Regions from separate parts of the Hordeum vulgare genome. Here region 1 is linked to region 2. The links are chromatin contacts, called in public Hi-C maps. All regions are on one chromosome and are shown on one strand. The core of a region is the stretch at or near the end of the contact, and the rest is flanking DNA. Distances in the headings are between cores, read along the strand shown.

Region 1 (6,513 bases), core at 1,205-3,704, 410 kb before region 2:
CAGCACCCAACGGGGGCGGAAGCGCGAGGGCCCCAAGCGCTCTCCGCCACTACCCCCGGGGGCGGACGATGGCGCAGGAGGCGCCGCATGCTTTCCCCAGCCAGAGCCATCTCTAGGGGATGCGATGAAGATGAAGAGCGAAGAAGGGGAAGAAGTCTCCTCGCGGCGGATGGGGGAAGCAGAGAAGGAGCCCAAGGTTGCGGTACCTCCCCTCGCAGGCGGCGGGGCATACTTAAGGGCGAGCCCCAGCCGCCAACCGTCCTGGGAGCGTGGGCATCGCACGCCTCGCGAGGGCCGGGAGGTGGACCGATGGAAGCGCTGCCACTCACGTCGCCTCACCTGTACATCGATCGGTCACATCCGTTGGGGGTATTGGGTGCGGTCGCATTCAATGAGAAAAATGATGGCCAACATGATTCTTGGGAATCGCACCGTCGTGGCCTGGCACCGTCGGGGCACCTCGGCAAGCGAGGGCGGCTTCGTGCGGCTTCGAGACACGCGGGTCGCCAGAACCGCACGCAAATGGGGCCCGCGACGCTTCGGGCCGTCTTCAAGGCTTCGCTAGGAAGCCAACCCAGGCGCGCCTTGGGCCCGGGGGCTACTGTCGGCGTTCTGGGAACGGGGGTACCCATACCTGCCTGCCTGCGGCCCAGGGCTGGCCCGCTTCGTACACAAGTTCGACAAGGAACAACACCGCTTTGAACAAGGCCCTCGTGAGGGGACAAGTCTCACAAGGAGGAGGAGCATCAAGACCCGCACGAAGGCTTCTTTAGAACTCCTCCGGAGCGGCGGATATTCCAAGGTAAGGCTTGGACTCAGGAGTCAAGGGTGACGCCAGGGAGGGGCAGACGATCAGAAGGTGGCAGAGCAGGACAACTTCCCCTTTCGGTGCAAAGAGGGCAGGAGTGAATCAGGACCCCAAATGCATCTTCTAAAGGTTTCCTTACCGGTGCAACAAGACCCTGGTTGCCCTCCGACAGGACGGACGTCATCCCTGCGCTCATCTCTGCGGTGCTGGCAGCGGCTTCGCAGGCGAAGACCACTTTTGGCAGGGGAGGCATGCTCCCGTGTCTCCCACCGAAGCTGGCCGTTGTGGGATGCCTTGCCGCCGACGATAAGGGAGAGGACCCTGCCTCCACTATAAATAGAGAGGGTAGGATATTTGAGAGGGGGATCGGATCCTCAGACCATTGGAACCCTAGAACAACACACTTAGCCACTTGGCCTCCGGAGGCACGAAAGCACTCTACTATCTCGCCATCAACCTCCGTGAGAGGCAACCCACCAAAGCAGGAGTAGGGTTTTACGCTTCGCAGCGGCCCGAACCTGGGTAAACTGTTGTGTACTGTGTTCTTCTCACCTTCGAGTGAGCTCTTTGCCGTTACCATCGAGTTGCAGGCTAGACGGAGCGAAGCAGGGAGGAACCTACGCACACGCCCCTGTGTTCGAATCCTTAGGATTTTGCGGAGCCCGAAATCCGACGGCCGGGAATCGGTTGCGTGCAAGACGCGCGCGAAGACTCCGGCAACATCATCCGAGGATATGCTGACGAGCTCGTGCTGGCCGCGGCTGCGACAAGGACGGCGTTGACAAGCCCGTGCTGGCTAGGGTTTACCCCTAGGTATAACAAGGCCTCCATCGTTGCCGCCTTCACCCGGGCATTGGTGTCTTCCTGCTCCGCGGAGGCAGCTGCCTCGCCCCTTGTGTCATGCGTGTGCCTTCGGCCCTTCCTCTTGACCGACTCCACGACCCGCTCCTCAGGCGTCAACTCCTCCTTCTTCTTCTTGGGCGACACGGCGGCCTTGCTGGGGGCGTGGGCCTTGCCTCTGGATTCGGCAGTGGCAATGGACGAGCCCATTGAGGCGATGGCGGCGGTGGCTTCGAAGTCGTCGTTCATGGCGGTGGGAGAAGGCGCAGGAGCGAGCGGGAGAGTTTGGGGGGGGGGGGGGATGGAAGAAAAAGGTGATCGCTTTGTCGTCGACTTGGGGTTAGGGGTAAGTAGGTGCTCGCCGCGCACGTACGCCTCGTATGCGTACCGATGCAAATCAGGCTTAAAATTAGACCGGGAATGGGTCGAAAGACAGACAAAAAGCGGATGCGCGTCTTTTAAGTCGGCGCGTTGGAACAACCTTTTATCCGTAAGGATTCAAACGGACGACGACAAACAAGATAGGTCGGTTTGTTGGAGTTGCCCTAACGGTTGGAGAGGGTATTATGCCGCGATTTGTGTTTTTTTTTTTGGAACGGACACAGCGCGCATACAGTTTGGATCGGCGGAGTTGCCTTCGTCGTGTGCGCCCAGAAGCGGAAGACGCGGATCAGGTGGAGCTCACGTGTCCGCAGAGAGAGAGGGACGACCTTCCGCTGTGCGGTGATTGGACAGTGCAACCGCGGCAGCATCTCAGGCTCTCCCCAGCCCGAGACCTGTCTGTCTGGTCTGGGCAGCAAGCTTGTTGCTGCCCGCGCGCACCTCCCCGTCTTTTCCGCTGCCCACATTCCCCAAGGACACCTCACTGGTGGCCGCGGTCGCCCTCCTAGGCTTGTCTTCTTCTTTCCGCCCGCTTGCTTTTGGTCACTCCAACACCAACACGGCCAGCAAGCCCAAGCAAAAAGGAAAGGAAAGATGAAATGGCAGACAGACCGCCTACTGCTACTATTTTACTGCACCTGACTCCTGAGTGAAGGGGACACTTCGCTGTGGAGCAGCCGAGTTCTTGTTAAGGTGAGCGCAGCGCAGGGCAGCGGATTTGTCTCCCCTGTTTCCCAGCCTTCTTCTTTGGAGTTCTCTCTTCTTCGCTGCTGCGATAGAGCTGGTGGCATCTTCTTGATCTCGTCGCGAGAGGCGTGCTTTCTTTTTTCCCCCTCCGTTGATTGATCTCGAAGGTTGCGTTTTTTCCGGTCCAAGTGACCTTCATTTGCCATTGTCTGTCTGTTTCAGATTCCAGGACAGGTCGACGAACAGGGGTTACATGCTTACATCTGGTGGCGCAAATCTTGTGCTACGGAGGGCAACGATGCGGTTCTGATGGATCATCGCGACCATTTTTCAGACCTCCAAGTATGAAGATGCTCTGCATCAGACCGAGCAGAATACTCTCCTGCCCGCACACCGCGTGACCCGGCGGTTGCGCTCGCTGCACCTGCACAGCACACATACTGTTCGTCGAAAAGCCGCAAAGGCGACGGCTGCAGGTCGCAACCGTCGTCATGAGAGATCTCGCGTCCTGCCTCAGCCAAAGCGGCGTCCAAGTCGCACGTCCCTCGTCCTCAAGCGCCAAGACCATGGTGCAGTGCGCCTACCAGGCCCGCCTGCGCGGCAAATCCTGCAGGGTCACCGTCACCTGGAGCAAGGCGGCCATGGGGCAGGCTCTGGCCGTCGCCATCCATGACTCCTCGGGCCGTTTCCTCTGCAAGACAGAGATAAAGCCGTGGCTCTTCTCCAAGAGGAAAGGCTCCAAGTCCATGGAGGTGGACGGCGGCACCCTGGACGTCCTCTGGGACCTGTCCTCGGCCAAGTTTGTGGGTGGGCCGGAGCCGCTGGAAGGATACTACGTTGCTCTCATCTTTGATCTCGAAGCTGTCCTTGTGCTTGGGGACATGTATCACAAGGTGTCTTCGAATGCTTTGCCTTCCGATGCAGTCATGATAGCCAGGAAGGAGCACACATACGGGAAGAAGGTGTACTGCACAAAGGCTCGGTTTTCCGACATTGATCAGCATCATAATATCACCATAGAATGTGACACGTCAGGGACGAAGGATCCAAGCCTCGAGATCAGGGTTGGGAAGAAGAGAGTACTGCAGGTGAAGAGGCTTGCATGGAAGTTCAGAGGAAACCAGACGTTCTATGTTGATGGCCTGCCGGTGGAGGTGCTCTGGGATGTGCACGATTGGCTATTTGGCTCGTCGAATGGATGTGCCGTGTTCTTGTTTCAGTCAGGCCGATCCATGCAGAAATTTTTGTCAAGGCCATCCTCACAGGACGAAAAGGAGCGTCAAGTGGGTCGGTTTGGTTTTACTTTGATACTTCACGCATGGAAGGTTGAGTAGCACAAACACGATGAAAGATTTCTTCGACTACTCCACATCGGGTGAATGAATCCTGACAGTAGAATATAGGATCTAGCAAGCCTAACAAAACCTTTTGCGAGTTTTCATGTTCCTTAGTTCTTTGTTCTGGTTCTAGTGGTGGCATGGTTAGCAGATTGAGTTTTGATATATCCATATGATTTGGTAATATCAATGAGAGGTGGAATGTTTGGTCGATTCTAGTGCTTCATTTTATTTTATTTCCATTCCACCTTGCAAACTTTGAACAGAATTCCAACAAATGCTGAAACGTTGTGTTATGCTACTCTGCACTCTTTACAATTCTTATACCATGGATATGTCTATTTTTCAGAGAGACTGTCTATGTGGAGTGAGTATTGACTTGAAAAAATCTGCTGCTGTCTGGTAAAGATAATCATGATAATCAGCAGGTTTCATTTCGTTACCACCACAATACCCTAAGCTGCTGCAGTGCTCCTCCCAGTGTGCAGTGTACTTCACCACAGGATATATGATATATGTTGATGATCCGTCCTCCTGACTATAATTACAGAAGTTGCCCAAAGTGGAAGTTTTATTTTTCTCGCGAGATGGCAAAGTGGAAGTTAAAATGTCCAAAACCAAGAAGTCAGATTATACTGTACTACTCCCTCCGTTCCTAAATATAAGACCTTTTAGATATTGCACTATGAACTACATACGGATGTACGTAGACATATTTTAGAATGTAGATTCATTCATTTTGCTCCGTATGTAGTCTCCTAGTGTAATCTCTAAAAGGTCTTATATTTTGAAACGGAGGGAGTAGTTAATATGTGAAAGTTGAGCCTGTATTTTTTGTCAAATGTCCTATCTTTTCCTCAACTACTCTGTTTACAGGATGATCCCTTCTCAAAATAACGAGTCTGGTTACTGAACATATTTTTCTTGTTGATCCCCCCCCTGGCCCGAGAGCTCCACAATATTGGTATATCAGTCCAGATTATTTTATCGAAATGTTTTTATACTAGTTGTCAGTTTCTTTAGCAGAATATCATGGACCGAGAGGGGCAAAGTTGCATTGTACACCTATCTTTTTGTCAAGTTCCCTTTCTTTTGGGCCTGTGTGTTTTGTCAGTATGATGAGGTGAGGTGAGAGCATCTCTAGTACAGCCCTCAAACCCTTAAAAATAACCGTTTTTCTACAGTTTTCATCGGAAAAACGACGTAGACTAGAACCCTTAAACCCTTAAACCCGTAAAAAAATTTAAAGGTCCAACCCTCAAACCCCTTCCCAGCCTGTAGAAGTGAGGGTTGGGAGGGAAAACTGCCCCCAACCCGCACTCCACTTCCCACCTCGCGCGGGAGGCGGTTCGTTCCCCGCGCGCGCGAGGAAGTTGCCTCGGCCGCCGCCGCCCTGCCTCCCCCCGCGTTCCCTCCGCGCCCCAGCCGTCGCGTCCCCGCGCTCGCCCCGCCCGCCGCGCCAGCCGCCGCGCCCGCCCAGGCCGCCGTCGCGCCCCGCCCCCGCGCCCGCCCCGCCCGCCCCTGCCGCCGCGCCAGCCGCCCTGCCCACCTCCATCTCCGCCGCCGCCAAGGCCACCTCCGCCGCCTTCGCCCACAAGGTCCCCTCCCCTTCCCTCTCCCTGCCGCAGAAGGAGCTCGCCGCGGCGGCGCCGCAGCAGCAGCAGCGCGCGAGCGCCAGCAGCCGGCGCGCGAGGTCCTGGCTGTATTCTGGATTTTGCATTAGGTGTAATATCCGATTAGCACTATTCGAACAACAGTTATCAATCTCACGCTTTGCATATTTTTGCATATTGTATGCTTCTCACGTTCTGTTTATTTTTAGTGTGATAAAATTGGTTTTTGAACATGCTATCCCTTTTCATATTGTGAAGAAACTTTTCCCTATTTCTTTCCTGCATACAGGGTGTTCCCTATGGAAAAATGGTGCTTTGATCTGTTTAATCTTATTAATTTCAGGTGCCTCCAACCATCAGATTTATTATGTTTTTTTAGTGAAAATTATGCAATGCCAAATGACAGTTTTAAGGGTTGGGGTTGGGGCAAAGATTAGAATCCTCAAACCCAACCCTTATAACGGACCGTTATAAGGGTTGGGTTTGAGGGTTCTAGTCTTTGTCCCTGTTTTTCAACCCTTAAAAGTGTCAAAAATGGGCAATTCTCAACCCTTAAAACTGATTTTAGATTTAAGGGTTTGAGGGTTCTACTAGAGATGCTCTGAGGGAAGTTGAGCCTGTATTTTTGTCAAGTGTCCTATCCTTTTCTTAACTACTACTCCCTCCATTCCTAAATATAAGTCTTTCTAGAGATTCCACTAGTGGACTACATACGGATGTATATAGACATAATTTAGTGTGTATATTCACTCATTTTGCTTCGTATGTAGACGCCTAGTGAAATCTCTTAAAAGACTTATACTCCTTCCGTTTCATAATATAAGTCTTTTTAGAGATTTCACTAAAG
Region 2 (6,544 bases), core at 1,812-4,311:
ATCGCATCCCCAAACTTTAAGAAATGACAACTTTGGCTTCTTGCCATGCCATAACTCATATGGTGTCGTCTCAACAGATTTTGATGGTGCCCTATTTGAAGTGAATGCAGTTGTCTCTGTATTTCAAATTACTATGATCTGAAACTAGTTCACACTGAAACTTTGCAATCAGCACATACTAAGCATGATTTAGACAAATATCTCTCCCCTGCATTTCTACATCAGAAATCGAACAAAGGGCGTCTGTGAACTATTATGTATACATGCTGCAGGGACAAAAAAGATGAACTCTGGAACTTTACACTAGAACCAAAAAAAAATACTTGAACCAAGAAAATAAAACTAGATCCAGGAAGAACACTAGGGTCATGTGAGTCTAGGGGTGCAGGGACATAAACGTTAGGAAACAAAAATCCATGTTAAATTCATGAATTTGAGAACTACTAGAAAGTTTCTGAATTGAAAAAAAAACAATTACAACACATGGAAATGAGTATAAAAAAGATAAGGGATCACATGTTCAGGGAGATAAAATACAGAAAGTTAAGAGAATCCTTGAACAAACAGGTTAGAAATACTATATTTTCATAAAGCTAGGACTGTAATTCAGAAACTTTGGCACACACAAACCATACACTAATCAGTAACTTAGATCATGATTTCAAAATAACTCATTTACAAGAAAGTAAAGAAACTAGGACTGAAATTTATAAACTTTGGAACTACATAGAAAGACCTTTTTTCCTACTTGAAGTTCAAAATGCTACAAACTACTGATTGTAAATACAAATGAGTACACATAGGAAGTAATAAAATGATCCGTTCATATCAATTAAGCCTACGAACTGACAAAAAGGGGCAAACACAAGTACAAGTAGACATTACATGTTGCAAGATTAACAAAACAATGCTTATATACAGTTTACATTTACAGGTGCCTGCAATGGAATCAAATGGGATGGAAACAAGCATGAAGGGCCAGGACATGTACCTCGAACATGATGAAGCTAAGTTCCTTAATGTCTCTCTTATAGCATTAACAAATCATGTGAAAAGAAAACAGATTCAATCATGTTTTTCTAAATTGGTGCTTGACAACAAAACAGAGCGGAGCAAGTCCACTGAAAGTTAGAATGTAAATTCAATAAGAATTACATTGTAAAATCCACAAAGGATTACAGTGTGAATCCACTGAAAATTGCACTGTAAAACCCACTAAAAATTACGGTGTAAGTCCACTGAGATATACGGTGTAAATCCAATAAGAATTACACTAAAAAATCCACTAAATAAAATACAAAAATAATCCAGCCTACTCAAATGCAGATTACAAAAGGGTAAAAAACCGTCCATACTCAAAAGCACTAAGGATTACACTGTAAATTCACTGAAATTACACCAAAAAATATCAAGAGTTATAGTGCAAAAACAGTGAAAATCACAATATAATTCTACTAAAAACTACAGTGTAAATCCATTGAAAATTACACTGAAATAATCAATAGTTACAGTGCGAATTCCACTGAAAAATTATAGTCTAAATCCATTAAAAACTACATTGTAAATCCACTAAAATTACACTGTAAAAATCAAGAGTTACAATGCAAGTTCACTGAAAATTACAGTACTGATCCACTAAAAACTATAGTGTAAATCAAGTGAAGCTTACATTGTGAATCCACTAAAAATCCTCTCAACCCACTAAAGAATTACATTACAAAATGTACTAATGATACATTGAAAATGCACTGAGAATTACGCTGCAAAAATATCACCTAAATTACTAAAGCAATTAGACCGTAAATCCACTTGAGAATTACAGTGAAAACCACTAAGAATACACACTAAAATACTGATTGTAAGTTTGTAATTACACTAAAATAACCATTGTATTAGAGTTTAAAAAAACTGCAATTCCACTGAAAATACCCATAATAAATACTGAAAATTCACTGAAACATGAATTGTACTTACAATACAAATATCAATGAAATTACACTGGATTTCTGATAAAAACACATGAGTTTCAGAGACTGGAGCTGTGATTACACTGATTTTTATAGATTCACATAAACTATGAGGTAGATTCAACATCTACATCCAAACATGAGGGATTCATAGCGACAACTACAGGAGGGATCCATAGGAGGGATTGTACACACCTAGGAGTTCAACATCTACAACAAACAAGGAGGGATCCAAACCGATAACTACAAGAAGGATCCACTAAAGAAATGGAACACAATTAGGAGTTACTCTCTACAGAGACAACTAGAACGCAATTAGGAAGCACAAAATATCAACAATATACTGGAAGAATCCACCACTACATATACATGGAACCATACATCTACAACAAAAAAACATCTAGGAACCATGGCTACACGGGATAACATACATGATCCACCGGATCTAGCAAAAATCAAACAGAAAAAAATAGGGGAAGGAAAACAGAGGGAAATGATACTTACAAAACCAACCATGGACGGAGGATGATGAGGAGGACACACGGCTCGCAAGTCAACACAAGAAAAATGAGGAGCGACGCGAAACCAATGCAGACGGATTGCCATGGCATTGATTTCGCCTCTTCCTCTGTGCGCGCTTGACGACAAGGAAGCAGGTGAAAGGAAGGGGTGGGGGAGGAGGACAGGACGCCTAACCACCAGCTCGCCCTTGAGAGATCAGCGACTGGGATCTTTAGCCAAAAATCGCCATGACTCAATGTCTCATGCTCGCGCCGCTTGAAATGGTGAATGGACAGGGACAAAGTGAGCAGAGGAGAAAAAGGAAATAAAAGAAACAATTAGGACACGCTACCCATCAAGATTAACGGGTCTCCAGAAAAAGATTGTAGACCCGATAACAACCAAAACACCTCGAGACAAAAAAGAAAGAAAAAAACAGGGATCTTGACACAAGGATCGAACGGGCAGAGAAACGGATGAAAGCTGAAAATATTTCAGCCGGATGAAAATTAGCATTCCCGTAAAAAAAATCGGTTGGACCTGTGTATCCATCTACGTATCAGCTTGCCTACTACGCGAAGCTAGACGACCGTCATCCTCACCGTTGGACGGTCGCCGTCATCTACCCTCCATCTTTCCCACCCTTCTTCCCCCCAACATCACTCTACCCTCCCGCCTCGCCACTCCCACCCCACACCGACACTTCCCTATCCTCCGCCGCCATGGACCGCGAACCCTCCGTCTCCGACGAGGACGACGACCTCGAGACCCTCGTCCCCCAGAACCACACAAAGCCTCCTTCCCCCTCGTCCCGCTCCCGGGCCTCCTTCAGCATCTCCGGCTTCCGCCCCGCGCTTCCCTCCTCCGCCACATCTCTCGGCCGCGTCCTCTGGTCCCGCCGATACCTCCTCATCTGCGTCTGCCTCCCCGTCCTCTTCATCATCCTCTTCTTCTCCCTCGGCGGCGCCTCGTCTCTCCCCGCCTCCATCCGGCTACCCTCCGCCTCGCCCGCCGCCGACCTTGCCTCCTCCCGCATGCGCGAGGCCGAGCTCCACGCGCTCTATCTCCTCCGCTCCCAGCGTTCCGGCCTCCTCAGCCTCTTCAACCGCACTGCCGCCCCTGAGCCCACCAACAGCTCCACCGCCGCCCCTGTCTCGTTGTCTGATCTCCAGGCTGCGCTCCTCAGCCAGATCAAGATCAACCGCGAGATCCAGGAGGCGCTCCTCTCAACGCACCACTCTGGGGCCGGCAATGCCACAGAAGATGCTTTGGATCTTGATCTGCCAGGCCCCGGGTGCAGGAGGAGGGAATTGCCGTACAACCGGCGGACGATAGAGTGGAACCCCAAGAAGAATCGGTACCTGTTCGCCATCTGTCTCTCTGGGCAAATGTCGAACCACTTGATTTGCTTGGAGAAGCACATGTTCTTCGCCGCACTTCTTGGCCGGATCTTGGTGGTTCCCAGCCAGAAGGTAGATTATCAGTACGACCGGGTGCTTGATATCAACCACATTAATGAGTGTATTGGAAGGAAGGTTGTGATTACTTATGAGGAATTTGTGGATAAAAGGAAGAAAGTGAGCATCGATCAATTTATATGTTACGTGGGGTCGCCCCCTTGTTACATGGATGAGGATCATATTAAGAAGTTGAAGAGTGTGGGGATTTCAATGGGCAAGATTGAGGCTGCTTGGCCAGAGGATGCAAAACTGAAGGAGCCAAAGAAGAGATATGCAGCAGATATCACGGCAAAGTTCACGACAGACGCTGAGGTGCTTGCAGTCGGTGAGTTGTTCTATGCTGATGCTGAGGAAGAGTGGATGATGCAGCCTGGTGGTCCATTGGCTCACAAATGCAGGACTTTGATCCAACCAAGCAGGCTCATAATGCTTACCGCGCAGCGATTTGTGCAGACTTTCTTGGGTGGAAACTACATTGCTTTGCATTTCCGTCGACATGGCTTTCTTAAGTTCTGGTAAGACATCATATCAGTTGATTAGTAATCAATCATCTCGATATTTAGCAAGATGCATATATTAAGGTTGTTTGTGGAACTTGTGATCCAACATGCTGACAGGGCTGCATTTTGTTTCTAGGCTCTAGTAGTAGCTGGCTTTATTTCTGTTATAATTGGACCGTTCGGGTTGCTCATACATTATCCTGTTTTAGTCATTGCTTGGCTGATGATGCTTTGGACATTGGAATTTTGGAAAATGAACTTGTCTGCTTAGATAATTCGTCCAAAACACCAGCCACTTATTTTGATAAAGAATGGCTCTTCATTTAGATCTAGGAAGTTAAATTTATACAAGTCAAAGTCTGACTACTACACAGCTGACCAAATTTACTATAGACAGTCTTCATGGGGCTTTTAATGAAGTGTCTGCTAATACTATAAATTAACCATGTCCTCCTTATGATAGAATAAGCTTCATGTACATAGCATATAGTTTCTCTTCTACTGATCAAAGTCTATTCCTGAAGAGTTATTTTTACTTTAGTTCCTGATACCTTACTTAGGGTGCACCAAAGTTCACGATTCGCTCTGCCTTTTGTTTAATTTAACTCGTCAGGCTCAGCTAAATGGTTTAACCTGATAACTTCATGACCAACTTTGAGCTGGTTACTGCTCTTGGTCTTGGTTCCTCACATTGTGGGTCATATTTGGTTAGCATGTGTCACCCATTATCATCCTGATACGTCCATAAGACACTTCTGCAAAGTACTCAATATTTAGCACCAGGCAGCACCTTGCAGGTTGGGGTAATTTTCTATAGCAGTTAAACAAAATTATTTTTGTTAAAACATAATTTATTATTCGATATTTTAGTACAGCTGTGTCCAAAGAAAATTCTACAGAGACGAGCAATGCGTTATGAGTTTCCTTGTCAACAGTTCCTTCTAGTATAATTAATTGCTTCTATCAATTTGGCTGACCATGTGAGTTCCGCGACCTCACTTACTAATCCGTTATATTTGGCTCATTGTTTCACGATGTCACAACAGTTCAGAGAAACATATTTAGTTGAACTCTGTTTTTTTGCTTTTCTATCTTGGATATATCCACAGATATATGATATATGCCAAAGAAACATGATATTTGATTGTGATGAGATAGTTGTTATCTGCTTTCAGTTCATGCTAATACATCATTAGGTTCTTTGAGTTTGTGATATAGAAATTAGTGCTCCTGTGCTTAAAGTTTACAAGATGTAAGAAATTAGTACCCACTCTATGACTACAAAGAAATCATATACTCCCTCCATTCCTAAATATAAGTCTTTTAAGAGATTTCACTAGAGGTCTACATACGAAGCAAAATGGGTGAATCTATACTCTAAAATATGACTATATGCATCCGTATGTAGTTTTTTATTGAAATATCTTAAAAGATTTATATTTAGGAACGGAGGGAGTATATAAAGTTGACACTTGGTTATAGCTTGGATTGGCATGAAACCTATTACATTTACATGTGTGAATTACTCCCTGCACTTTGTCGTTGTAGCTATGGCACCCGGATGCACCATATGCTTGAGGTTCTTTGGGGATTATTGATGGGAAAACAGCTCATTGCCTAGAAAATCTGCCGAGACTTTCAGTTCATCACACACAAATATTGTTATAATTTGTAAGTATCTTTTCCTGTGTGGCATTAATTGATATTTTTTTGTCTCCGTGCAGTAATGTGAAGAAAGAGAGCTGCTTCTTTCCTATCCCTCAGGCAGCAGGATGCATCCTGCGAATCATCGAGAAAGCTAATGCCCCAGTAATATATCTGTCGACTGATGCTGCTGGGAGTGAGACGAATCTTCTGCAGTCGTTGATTGTATTCAATGACCGGCAAGTACCTCTTGTGAGAAGACCAGAGCATGAAGGTTCGGAGAAGTGGGATGCCTTGTTATACAGAAAACACATGGGTGGAGATGATCAGGTATATATCAATTCCCGTCCTCTTCTTTTGTCTTGGTTCTCGTATTGGGTAGAGATGGTTTGGTTAAATAGCAAACCGCTTCGATTGCTTATGCAGGTCGAGGCCATGCTCGACAAGACAATTTGCGCTTTGTCAAACGTTT

Evidence for each region. A called contact is a pair of places that touch in the nucleus more often than the background predicts.
Region 1: a Hi-C map of seedling shows a contact between it and region 2, with 4 times the contacts expected there. The contact joins the promoter of LOC123429825 here to the promoter of LOC123425613 in region 2. A contact is called at or near these places in 3 of 6 Hi-C or Micro-C datasets (leaf, seedling and an unstated tissue) and 1 of 1 datasets of contacts at active chromatin or transcription factors (embryo).

Annotation. Positions count from the first base shown.
Region 1 is chr2H:149,613,965-149,620,477 of MorexV3_pseudomolecules_assembly, reverse strand. It overlaps LOC123429825, which reads left to right and starts at 2,454. Exons shown (of 2, transcript XM_045113808.1): 1 at 2,454-2,722; 2 at 2,939-4,354. The coding sequence starts at 3,208. The coding sequence ends at 4,050.
Region 2 is chr2H:149,201,499-149,208,042 of MorexV3_pseudomolecules_assembly, reverse strand. It overlaps LOC123425613 (O-fucosyltransferase 36-like), which reads left to right and starts at 3,061. Exons shown (of 3, transcript XM_045109308.1): 1 at 3,061-4,443; 2 at 6,153-6,402; 3 at 6,499-6,544. The coding sequence starts at 3,191.